Regions from separate parts of the Mus musculus genome. Here regions 1 and 2 are each linked to region 3. Evidence: chromatin contacts called from public HiChIP or PLAC-seq data. All regions are on one chromosome and are shown on one strand. The core of a region is the stretch at or near the end of the contact, and the rest is flanking DNA. Distances in the headings are between cores, read along the strand shown.

Region 1 (3,316 bases), core at 372-2,871, 86 kb after region 3:
TGGAAGAATTGGAAATGTACACAGAGTGGGGGGTCTTACACTGATGGTCTCAGCCCCTGATATCTTTCAGGACCCAGGGTGTTAACACTGTGTTTTCCTGATAGAACAGAAGGCTTTCTTAGCCTCCAGGTCTCTGTGGGGTCAGGGAAGCCTCTTAGTTCTTCCCACCCTTCCCACCCTCTTTCACTTTCACAGCCAAACTTGTACTGTGTGTGATCTCTACCAGTGGGATCCACAGAAAAATCTGGAAAAAAAGCAGGGAAGCCACTCTCTGGCACTGCAGTGCACCAACCAGAGCACTTCCTTTTTCACTCTTGTAGAAATCACAGTGTCACTGCTTAGAGAAGTAAGTTTGATGAAGGCCACCATGTGGTGGCTTCTCGGCAGAATAAATGAGACACTTTCTAAAGGCAAGCAGCTAAGTCTCCTCTGCTGCTCTCGGGGACGTGCCAGGAGAGGGTCAAGGGATGCAGACTCTCAGTGACCAGTGGGTCCCAAGACTTCCACCATGCTATGCTTTCCCCCTAAGCTGGAACTCCTGAGAGGCTCAAGCTAAATGTGCTGTTCTGTGACAGAAGTCTTCCTACTGTCACTTTGATTTGGCATGCAGCCCGATGTCGGTCTAGTACTAGCTGCTTCTGTTATAGGGCTTCAGGGCTTGTTTCTCTGGTGGTGGGCTTCAGTTCTCAGAGGGATACAGATGTATGCTGGGAGCAGCAAGCCCTACAAGTCTGTGGGTAAGGATAGAGTTAATCCTGAAAGCAGTGAGCCCCTGGTGGTCTGCCAGGTGTAGCCCTACATTACACAGAGTAGGAGCTCCTTAGAATGACACTTGAGTTGAGCAGGCTTCTGCACTTGACCTTCTGAGAGGCCCCTGTGGAATCCCCTACATAGACTCAAGCCAGTTCCATAATTCCAAAAAGGCAAATGCTTTTTAACCTGGAACACTTATATTTTAGTCAAATACCCAGAAGGCACCACCAGCCCCTGCTTTCTTGGAAGATTAAAAAAGCTTCAGCCCAGGCCCCAGTGTCCCTGTCTGCATACTGTGCAGTCTCTTACCGCCCTCAGGTTCAAGGTCTTAGTCCTCTTTTAGAATCTTTGATTTCTGGTTTGAACTCAGAAAGAAACTCAGTCCATCCACTGGGTTCTACCAAAACCTCCACTTACATCATGGAAGGAAGTTGAATTCATAATCAGGATCACTTGCCCCTCCCCTTTTTCTTCATCCTACCATGTCCAGATCCCTGTACTCCACCAGAACTACCAGCCCCATAGGCTCAGGGCAATTTTCTCCCTACCAGAAGAAGGTCAGAGCCAGCATACCAATATGACCAGGGGACGTAGCCTGTATCCTGCATTAACAAGGCATTCCTCACAATATCAGATAAGATTAGCTTCAACAACATAGAAAATGCTAGAAGGGAGGTTTCTGTTGCTCTCCAGTGACAGCTTCATGAATATGGGTAAACAAGGGATCCATGAGGCATCAGAGACCCTGCTCCTCTCCACTCAGTGTTCTTCCTTCCCTCATAAAGAGTTCCCCTCTTAGTCCAGGATGACTGCTGGACTTCTGTCATCCGTGTTCCAGGAAGCAGAATAGAGGATGTACCTACCCTCTTTCCTGTTGAAGAAGCTTCTTGGAAATCCCACATGCCACTTTGATGTCTGTCTCATGGCCACAACTCAGTTATAAGGCCATGCCTAGTGGCCAGGTTCTGTAACTGCAAGTGAAGGGAGAAATGAATAATAGAAATAAGCTAGCTATCTCAGAAACACGTCCACAGGGTTCTTGCTGCTTAAGTAGTGAAAGCTGTTACCCAGAACACTAGTCATCTTTGCAGTTGGGTTTCTCATACACTGCCTGAGCAGGACAGACTTGGTGGGGTATTGGGGGGAAACCTTTGCCCAAGCTGGCAGCTAGCACTCAGGCCCAACAAGTGCCAAGGACTGCAGGCCAGCCTGGGCTGCTGGAAGGAAGCGCTGAAGCAGAGGTAAACAGGAATGGACTCATCCCACCTCTCAAAGCCAGAGTGGACAGAACTTGGACTTGAACCTGGGATCCTGACTCCATGCCCAGTATTCCCTGTCACTGGGCTTAAAAATGGGAGGCTTCAACATCCTTAATCATCAGGGAAATACAAATCAAAACAACCCTGAGACTCCACCTCACACCAGTCAGAATGGCTAAGATGAAAAATTCAGGTGACAGCAGATGCTGGCGAGGATGTGGAGAAAGAGAAACACTCCTCCATTGTTGGTGGGATTACAGGCTTGTACAACCACTCTGGAAATCAGTCTGGCGGTTCCTCAGAAAACTGGACATAGTACTACCAGAGGATCCCACAATACCTCTCCTGGGCATATATCCAGAAGATGTTCCAACAAGTAAGAAGGACACATGCTCAACTATGTTCATAGCAGCCTTATTTATAATAGCCAGAAGCTGGAAAGAACCCAGATGCTCCTCAACAGAGGAATGGACACAGAAAATGTGGTACATTTACACAATGGAGTACTACTCAGCTATTAAAAAGAATGAATTTTTGAAATTCCTAGGCAAATGAATGGACCTGGAGGGCATCATCCTGAGTGAGGTAACCCAATCACAAAAGAACTTGCATAATATGTACTCACCGATAAGTGGATATTAGCCCAGAAATTTAGAATACCCAAGATATAAGATACAATTTGCTAAACGCATGAAACTCAAGAAGAACAAAGACCAAAGTGTGGACACTTTGCCCCTTCTTAGAATTGGGAACAAAACACCCATGGAAGGAGTTACAGAGACAAAGTTTGGAGCTGAGACGAAAAGATGGACCATCTAGAAACTGCCATATCCGGGGATCCATCCCATAATCAGCTTCCAAACACTGACACCTTTGCATACACTAGCAAGATTTTGCTAAAAGAACCCAGATATGGCTGTCTCTTGTGAGACTATGCCGGGGCCTAGCAAACACAGAAGTGGATGCTCACAGTCAGCTATTGGATGGATCACAGGACCCCCAATGGAGAAGCTAGAGAAAGTACCCAAGGAGCTAAAGGGATCTGCAACCCTATAGGTGGAACAACAATATGAACTACCCAGTACCCCCCAGAGCTCGTGTCTCTAGCTGCATATGTATCAGAAGATGGCCTAGTCGGCCATCAGTGGAAAGAGAGGCCCATTGGTCGTGCAAACTTTATCTGCCTCAGTACAGGGGAACGCCAGGGCCAAGAAGTGGGAGTGGGTGGGTAGGGGAGTGGGTGGGGGAGCGTGTGGGGGACTTTTGGGATAGCATTGGAAATGTAATTGAAATAAATACCCAAT
Region 2 (3,321 bases), core at 245-2,744, 100 kb after region 3:
AAGCCCCACTAGAGAACCAGGAAAGAGGTAAGAACCCAGGAAGGCAGCGTTTCTGTCCCCATCACCAATAGCAGGACAATTCCATTTGCAGCGGGGGTCATTTCCAAGCTGCCTAGTCACAGCCTCTCGTGGAGGCCTTCCCAGGCAGGCTCAGACCTGTCCCAAAACTTTGAAAAAGGTCACTGAGCAGCTGAGTGCCACTTAGACATGGAGGGTTCACACAGGGTCACAACAGGAACCTGAACTAAAGCCAGCCCAGCTCCCAAGCATGGCTCGTACAGTGAGACAAGTCAGTAGTTAGCGGAGACTGTGAGCAGCGAGGGACGGCGGTGTGAGCACAGCAGTCTGCACAACAGACACCTCTGTCTCTTTTTGCACCAGTTCTCACTGACACCCACAGCCCCCAAGCAAGGGCGGGCCCAAAGCCATGGGAAGTGGCTCTCTCTAGACTCCTGCTCTCTCCTTCCTGTGTTAAGAAAGGACACTGGGTAAAGGAGCTCCTGGGCAAACATTTGGCTAGCATTGTGCCTGAGGCCCTGGGTTCCATCCCCAGCAGTCCAAAAACCAAAGTACAGCTCTTAGAAGGAACGGAACTGACTGACCCTTCCATCTTCCCAGAGTCCAGAAGGAAGGCACACGGCAGCATGTGCTGGCGTGCTGGCTGAGCAAGCGAGCGAGCGAGCAAGCGGCATGCGCTTTCCTCCCCTTTGGCTCCCCTGCTTGCCACCATTCCTCATGTTGCCTGCTTTTATTCTGTTCTTCGTTCTTCCATCCTTTGGCTCTGTGTTTGGTTTGCTTTTCTGTTTTATTTTGGCTTTAGAAAACAAAATGAAGTCACCAGAATAACATTGAACTAAAACTACATCCCATCTGCCCCAAATCCCCTCATGAAGCTCTAGGACTGAACAGTTGCCATCTTCTTCGGAGGCCTGTTAACCCTAGAATCCATACAGATATGAACGTGTAGCCAAGCCACATCCCTAGCACCTCCTCTCGGGGTCTTAAAGTCCCCAGGCTGAAGTGCTGAATGGCTCTTCCCTTGAATGCCACACATTCCTGGCTGGCATCATTGAAAAGCAAGTGGCCTGCATCTATCCAGTCTCCAAGGGTTTAATAAAGAACCAAACAAACAACAACAACAACAATTCTACACTGGGTGCTCGTTTTGGCAGCACATATACTAAAAATTCCACATTGGGTGGAGGCTAGCTCAGTAGTGGCCCTGGGCAAGCCCATCTGCTTGGTGGGTGCAAGCTTAGTGCCTGCAGAAGGCGGAAGCTCACAACAGTACAAGATTTTAGAAACTAGAACATTCTACCTTTTAAAAAAAAAAAAAAAAAAAAAAAAAAAAAAAAAAAAAAGCTGTTACACTGGATTCCTTGGCAAATATCTCCAAATGTAGGCTCTGGAAATAGCCTGGGATTGTAGAGACGCCCCAACCTGTTTGCTTTCAGTTTCTGTATTTACCATTAGGCAATGCTCCAGACTCTCTGCCTGCACACAGAGCCTGCCCAGACCAGGTTTCACTTTCAGTATTCAGGTGTTGATTTCAGACAAGGCCTGAGTTTTCACAAGTCAGGTACCCAAGATCCTAACACACTATCCCTAGGCCTAAGTTAGATGAAGCTAGGAGCTTCTGGGTCCCATCAAGGAGTTGGTGGAACAGGCATGCCCCTAATATTAGCAGTCTCCCCACAGAGTTTTCCACCCTGGTGCAGTGCAGGAGTGGCAGGTGCCAGCTGAGTACAGTGTCACTGGAGCTGAGAGTATCTCTGTTTTCCTTCCCACCTAGATGCCCCCACGACTCCAGAACAGCCTCAGCCTCACCTAGACCAGTCAGTGATTGGGAATGAAATGGATGTCAACTCCAAGCCCAGCAAGAACTCATCGGCCAGGAGCTCTGAGGGGGAGACAATGCACCTGTCCCCTAGCCTCCTTCCCGCCCAGCAGCCCACCATCTCCTTGCTCTACGAGGACACTGCTGACACACTGAGTGTCGAGTCACTGACCATTGTCCCCCCGGTCGATCCCCACAGCCTCCGAGCCCTCTCTGGCATCTCCCAGCTCCCCACACTGCCTGCAGCAGATACGGAGACCCCAGCTGAGGGTGCTGTAAACCCAGAGCCTGCGGAACCCACAGAGCACTGAGTGCGCCAGAGCTCTCCCTTTGTGTGTGCGGCCCGCTGGTAGGGACCCCCCATGCATTTTGTGACAGCAAGACACACTGGGAGCACCCACAATTCTCCGTGGCCCTGAAAACTGCCCCTCATACCTCTCCCTACAAGACAACCACCAAGCACTCATTTGCTCTGACCTCTCGCTGAGCAGGCTGGGATCCTAGAAACGGCCTCCTGTGTAGAGACGATGGCATTGGCCACCTCAGAGGGGTCTGGGGCCCTGCCCCTGATCCTGACAGCCGCAGGGGGCAGGACCCACTGGCACCGTCCTTTGGGCAGCTCCTTTGTCTTCCCTCCCAGTGTGCACAGAAGTGGACAAGGTTACTCTGGGTAGAAACCTGTGGAGAAGCAAACCTAGATAAGCATCTCCTCGAGCTAGTTATTTCTGGTTTTGGCAACAAATGAAGAGATTTATTTTAAAAGAATCTATTTTGGAGGAGGGGCAAAAAGAAAAAGCCCTCAACCATAAGGCTCGGAGTCTCATTAGAAGTGTCAGCTGTTAAGGTTCTCTGTCCTTAGAACTTTTCCATGTTTTTATTCTGAAGTTGTGGCTGTCACTTCCTCTGTTTTCCTGAGTGATTCTTCTTTCTCTGTCCCCAACTCTACAAGCCTGTGGGGTGATGATGTCTCTCCCTGAAACACTGAGGTACTTCTGAACAAGATGAGAGAGACCTGAGTCCGCTCAGGTCACATGGGTGAGAAGGCCAAGCCTCTGCTCTCGCGTGACCTGGATGACGTCTGTTCCCTGCTCAGGACACCACACAGACGCTGCTCCGAGCAGGCACGCTCCCTTCTCTCTTCATCCAAGAAAGACCCATTAGCCAGTGTCCGTGACAGAAATCAAAGGATTTAAGGCACAGAAAGTCATCCTCAGATATAATCTGCTTCCCAAGATGCAAGTGGATGCCCAACTGGGGCCCAGCTGCAAAACAGGTGACCAAAAGCAGAATCCCACCCTCCCCCTCCCTCCTCCCCCTCCCTCCTCCCCCTCCCTCCTGCCCCACCCTTTGCTGCTTCCACGCAGTATGAAAACCCCATAGTTGTAGGCATGTGCCAGCAAGGAACAGATCTGTGCCATCAGCCCCTCCCTCCTCTGAACTGGCCAGCCAGGTCACTACTCCAGGCTCCGTGGCGAGGCCCTCTA
Region 3 (3,408 bases), core at 425-2,924:
AGCAGACAGCATGGCTAAGTGGCTCCCTGGCTTCCATACCCATCTCCAGGGCTCTGGCAGCCGAGCCCTTACCTCATCTTTGTCACTGCCCCCCTGAAGCATCCATGGATCACTTTCAAGGTCATACCTCCTTTTCACGTGTGGGTTGTGGTGACTGTGCCTCCACCTTACTGACCCACACAGCCCCAGCCATGCCTAGGAGGGCATGGTACTTCCCTCTTCACACCATCAGTCACAGTGGAGCACTGCACAGGTTTTCAACGTCTCCTCTATCTAGTGCGGAGTCCCCTCCCAGAGTGCTCCTCCATGGTGCCCCTTTCAGCTTGGAAATGTTAACTCTACAGGTTGTTTATGATTTGAAAAAGTTGGGGCTCCCAAGCCCCTGAAGTGTTTGCCTTTATTGCTTCCTAACTGTGTGCCCTTGGGCGGGTTACTTTTAATCTGAGTCTGGCTGTTTGTCATCTCTGCAGTGGAGACCTCTGAGTTGAAATACCCAGCAGCTGGCCTCACACAGGACCCATAAGCCAAAAGTGTGTCCTCTCCCTCATCCCACCCCACAGGAAGTGTGTCCCCTCCCCTCATCCCACCCCACAGGAAGTGTGTTCCCTCATCCCACCCTACAGGAAGCTTCCTGGGGTTTGCTTCTTTTACTCCAGTGTTTATGCGTTCTGCTGGACAATGCTTGCCATTCTCCAGAAACACTAAGGCAACACACCTGCAACTACAGTCAGTCCTCAGCTGCCCCTAGAACACTGGCTTCTGAGCTAGCGTGAGTGAGTGCCACTCAAGCTGCTCACACATTCTTTAGTGACTCAGGTTTATTACCAAAGGGATGACAGACCCTGAGACTCACTGTTATCCCCACCCCCATGGAGAGAATGGGAGGAATCCCATGGAGGAGGTCCTGGCACTGTAGGAGCAATGGAACCAATCTGTATTGTAAGAAGGCCCTGCTGTGAAACCAGTGCCAAGAACAGCCTGGAGTGGGAACATGGCTCTGCCACCCTGCTCTGGGATACAGGGATTTTGAAAAAGGGACTCAGGCCTCTGGAAAACAGTGTTAAACATGTCCCACAAAGGAAGGCAGCCAGTCAGCACTAGGCGGTCATGGGGCCCTCTGACTTAAATGAAGGGAAAAGTACACACACACAACTTGGAGAATGAAAAGAGCCTGCCACTCATCTGGCACACGAGAAATATAGGCCCCGTCTAACCCAGAGCTGGCTCATTTGTGGCCCAAGTACAGGAGGGCCTTTGCTGAGGCTTCCTGTGCTGTCTCTCCTAGATAAAGCCCATGAATGTGGAGTATCTCATGATGGATGCTTCCATCCTCCTGCCCCCAACGGGCACTCCACTGACTGGCATTGACTTTGTGAAGCGGCTGCCATGTGGTGATGTGGAGAAGACGAGGCGGGTGAGTAAGTGCTTTCTGGCCTCTCCTAGGCCATAGGGAAAGGGTCTTTAGATCAGTTGAAGCCTACCACCAATAGGTGTCTAGTCACCTGGAAAGAATAGCCTCACGCATGCACCTACTACCATACATGGCTTTCTTTCCAAAGCCTGGTGCCCTTGGAAATTGGAGATTGAGATTCTGTGGCAACTGGCACCTCTGTGGGCTGCTGTCAGACTACCTGCGCCAGGGCAGAGTGCAGCCAAAACCCTGGATGGAGGCCAAGCCAATCTTCTTTGAAGCAAGGGAACCCAGAGCCTAGAACAGCCAGTGTGGGAGGTGGATGTGAGCCCTAGGCACACTGGCAAGCTGTCCGATAGTGAGAGGATGGTGCTGGCTGCGCAGGAGAGCGTGCGTACAGAGCCCTGTTCTTAGAACAGCAGAGGTGATCCCCTTATCAGCACTTTGTTCTGAGGCGGCCGCTCTAGGAAGCAGCCTCGCTCAGGCTCTTCACAGTATTTTATCTCCTGCGTAAGATCTCGGTTTCTTTCTTAGAAAGCAGCACTGCCTTTTCCTGGAAAATCATTCCCTGGAGACATGACTGGGAGTGGATAATTTAGAGGCACTCATGATCGCTCCCAGGCTCACTACATCGTCCTTGGTCTGCTTGTGGCTTGGGGGTCTCACTTTAGGATTTCAGAAAGCAAGTGACATAAAGTTGTGTGTGCCTCAGACAAGAACCTCTGTGACCTCCTCCGCCCTGCTGGCACTTTTAACCATGTGCTCAGGGGCTACAGAGGAAGTGGAGACTTTGTATCTTCAAGCAACACACATTCCCAGCCCCCTGAGCAAACCACAGACTCCTGCAAGTTGTCCTCTGACCTCCATGTGTGCACACAACACAAATACTTTTTTTAAGTGTAAGATCAAAATACCAAAAGTGCCCCTGACTCCTGCCAGCCCATAAGGGACATCCATGTTGAAATCAAAGTCATCACAGTTTGGGGTTCCAAGCAGAACTTGAATTTGAGTTATCCCCACTCAGGTAGGGGCAGTTGGAAGGAGTGGCTGAGAAAGAACATGAGTTCCTTAGTCAGGCCTACAGAGGTTATAGCTGTGTGATCTTGGAAGCATTGTTTAAGTCCCTGAGCCTAAAGTTCCTCCTGTGCCCCCTCAGCTTTTGCCCACAGTAGCTGGCAGGATGGCTGTGAAGTTTCTGGCCGACAGTAAACACTGAAAGTGTGTTGGTGGGAAAGGAGTGCAATGCACCAGTGTCTTAAGATGAGCGAGAGGTTCCACTCAAGGACTCGCTAAGCTTAGTGCAGAGGAGAGCCAGCAGGGGGCGCGGGCAAATGGTAAAGTCTGAACTGAAGTATCAGCTATCTGGGAAGCCACTGCCCAAGGGTCCCTGTGCTAGGGTGTTGTGTTTGGTACTAGGGATGAGGCCAGAGCATGCACATGCCAGCACATGCTCACCCTCCTCTCAGTTTTGATTGAGACAGTGTCTTACTAAGTAGCCCAGATTGGCTTCTACCTCAGCCTCCCAGATATCTGGAATTACAGATTTGTGTCCCCACATTCTGATCCCATGTTCCCTGTGGGCACAGCAGGTTTTTATGTTTGTCACTATTGACCTTGAGGAAATGGGGTGGCTGTGTGTTACACATTAAAGAAAACTCAGTCAGAGCTCAGCATTTTTAAAGGAAGGACATTTTTCTTCCATATTTCAACACTTAGAGACATTTGCTTCTCCTCCCATCTTTGTCTACAAACTCAGCCCCTTATGATGGCACAGGAATTTTTGCCATGGTGTCACCTGCATCTTCCTTTGTTCATTGTATTATGAGGTTTCCTGTTGTAAGCGTGGTTTTCGCAGCTCTGGACAAGCTTCCCAGTTCTTACATGCTACCAGTGACATCACCCCAGCCTACAGGGGAGGGGCTTTCCTCTCTTTCTCTCTCTCTCTTTCTTTCTTTCTTTCTTTCTTTCTTTCTTTCTTTCTTTCTTTCTTTCTTTCT

Evidence for each region. HiChIP or PLAC-seq counts read pairs in DNA pulled down with a chosen protein or histone mark.
Region 1: an H3K27ac HiChIP or PLAC-seq map of CD8 T cells shows a contact between it and region 3, with 15 times the contacts expected there. The contact joins two enhancer-like sites. A contact is called at or near these places in 1 of 15 datasets of contacts at CTCF or cohesin (CD8 T cells), 9 of 484 Hi-C or Micro-C datasets (Th1 cells, bone marrow-derived macrophages, cerebellar granule neurons and 6 more) and 8 of 115 datasets of contacts at active chromatin or transcription factors (CD8 T cells, Th17 cells, bone marrow-derived macrophages and 3 more).
Region 2: a contact with region 3 is called in a CTCF HiChIP or PLAC-seq map of CD8 T cells, with 9 read pairs. The contact joins two enhancer-like sites. A contact is called at or near these places in 3 of 15 datasets of contacts at CTCF or cohesin (CD8 T cells, the NIH/3T3 cell line and embryonic stem cells), 26 of 484 Hi-C or Micro-C datasets (the HL-1 cell line, bone marrow-derived macrophages, cranial neural crest and 11 more) and 10 of 115 datasets of contacts at active chromatin or transcription factors (the 230-238 cell line, CD8 T cells, bone marrow-derived macrophages and 5 more).

The regions. Positions count from the first base shown.
Region 1 is chr16:10,723,675-10,726,990 of GRCm38.p6, forward strand. The region is part of intron 21 of Clec16a (C-type lectin domain family 16, member A); the gene reads left to right. Among named protein-coding and RNA genes, the nearest start is that of Gm15558, 42 kb to the left of the region's middle. Within about 2 kb of position 1,622, at least 24 of the 459 cell types and tissues checked have an H3K27ac peak or open chromatin away from gene starts, as enhancers often do. A contact at or near this core is called in CD8 T cells, Th17 cells and regulatory T cells, where this site is marked.
Region 2 is chr16:10,739,822-10,743,142 of GRCm38.p6, forward strand. It overlaps Clec16a (C-type lectin domain family 16, member A), which reads left to right. Exons shown (of 23, transcript NM_001204229.1): 23 at 1,793-3,321. The coding sequence ends at 2,148. Among named protein-coding and RNA genes, the nearest start is that of Socs1, 44 kb to the right of the region's middle. Within about 2 kb of position 1,495, at least 66 of the 459 cell types and tissues checked have an H3K27ac peak or open chromatin away from gene starts, as enhancers often do. A contact at or near this core is called in the 230-238 cell line, CD8 T cells, double positive thymocytes and 1 more, where this site is marked.
Region 3 is chr16:10,637,502-10,640,909 of GRCm38.p6, forward strand. Clec16a (C-type lectin domain family 16, member A) reads left to right here. Exons shown (of 23, transcript NM_001204229.1): 17 at 1,286-1,414. Among named protein-coding and RNA genes, the nearest start is that of Gm52264, 19 kb to the right of the region's middle. Within about 2 kb of position 1,675, at least 82 of the 459 cell types and tissues checked have an H3K27ac peak or open chromatin away from gene starts, as enhancers often do. A contact at or near this core is called in the 230-238 cell line, CD8 T cells, Th17 cells and 2 more, where this site is marked.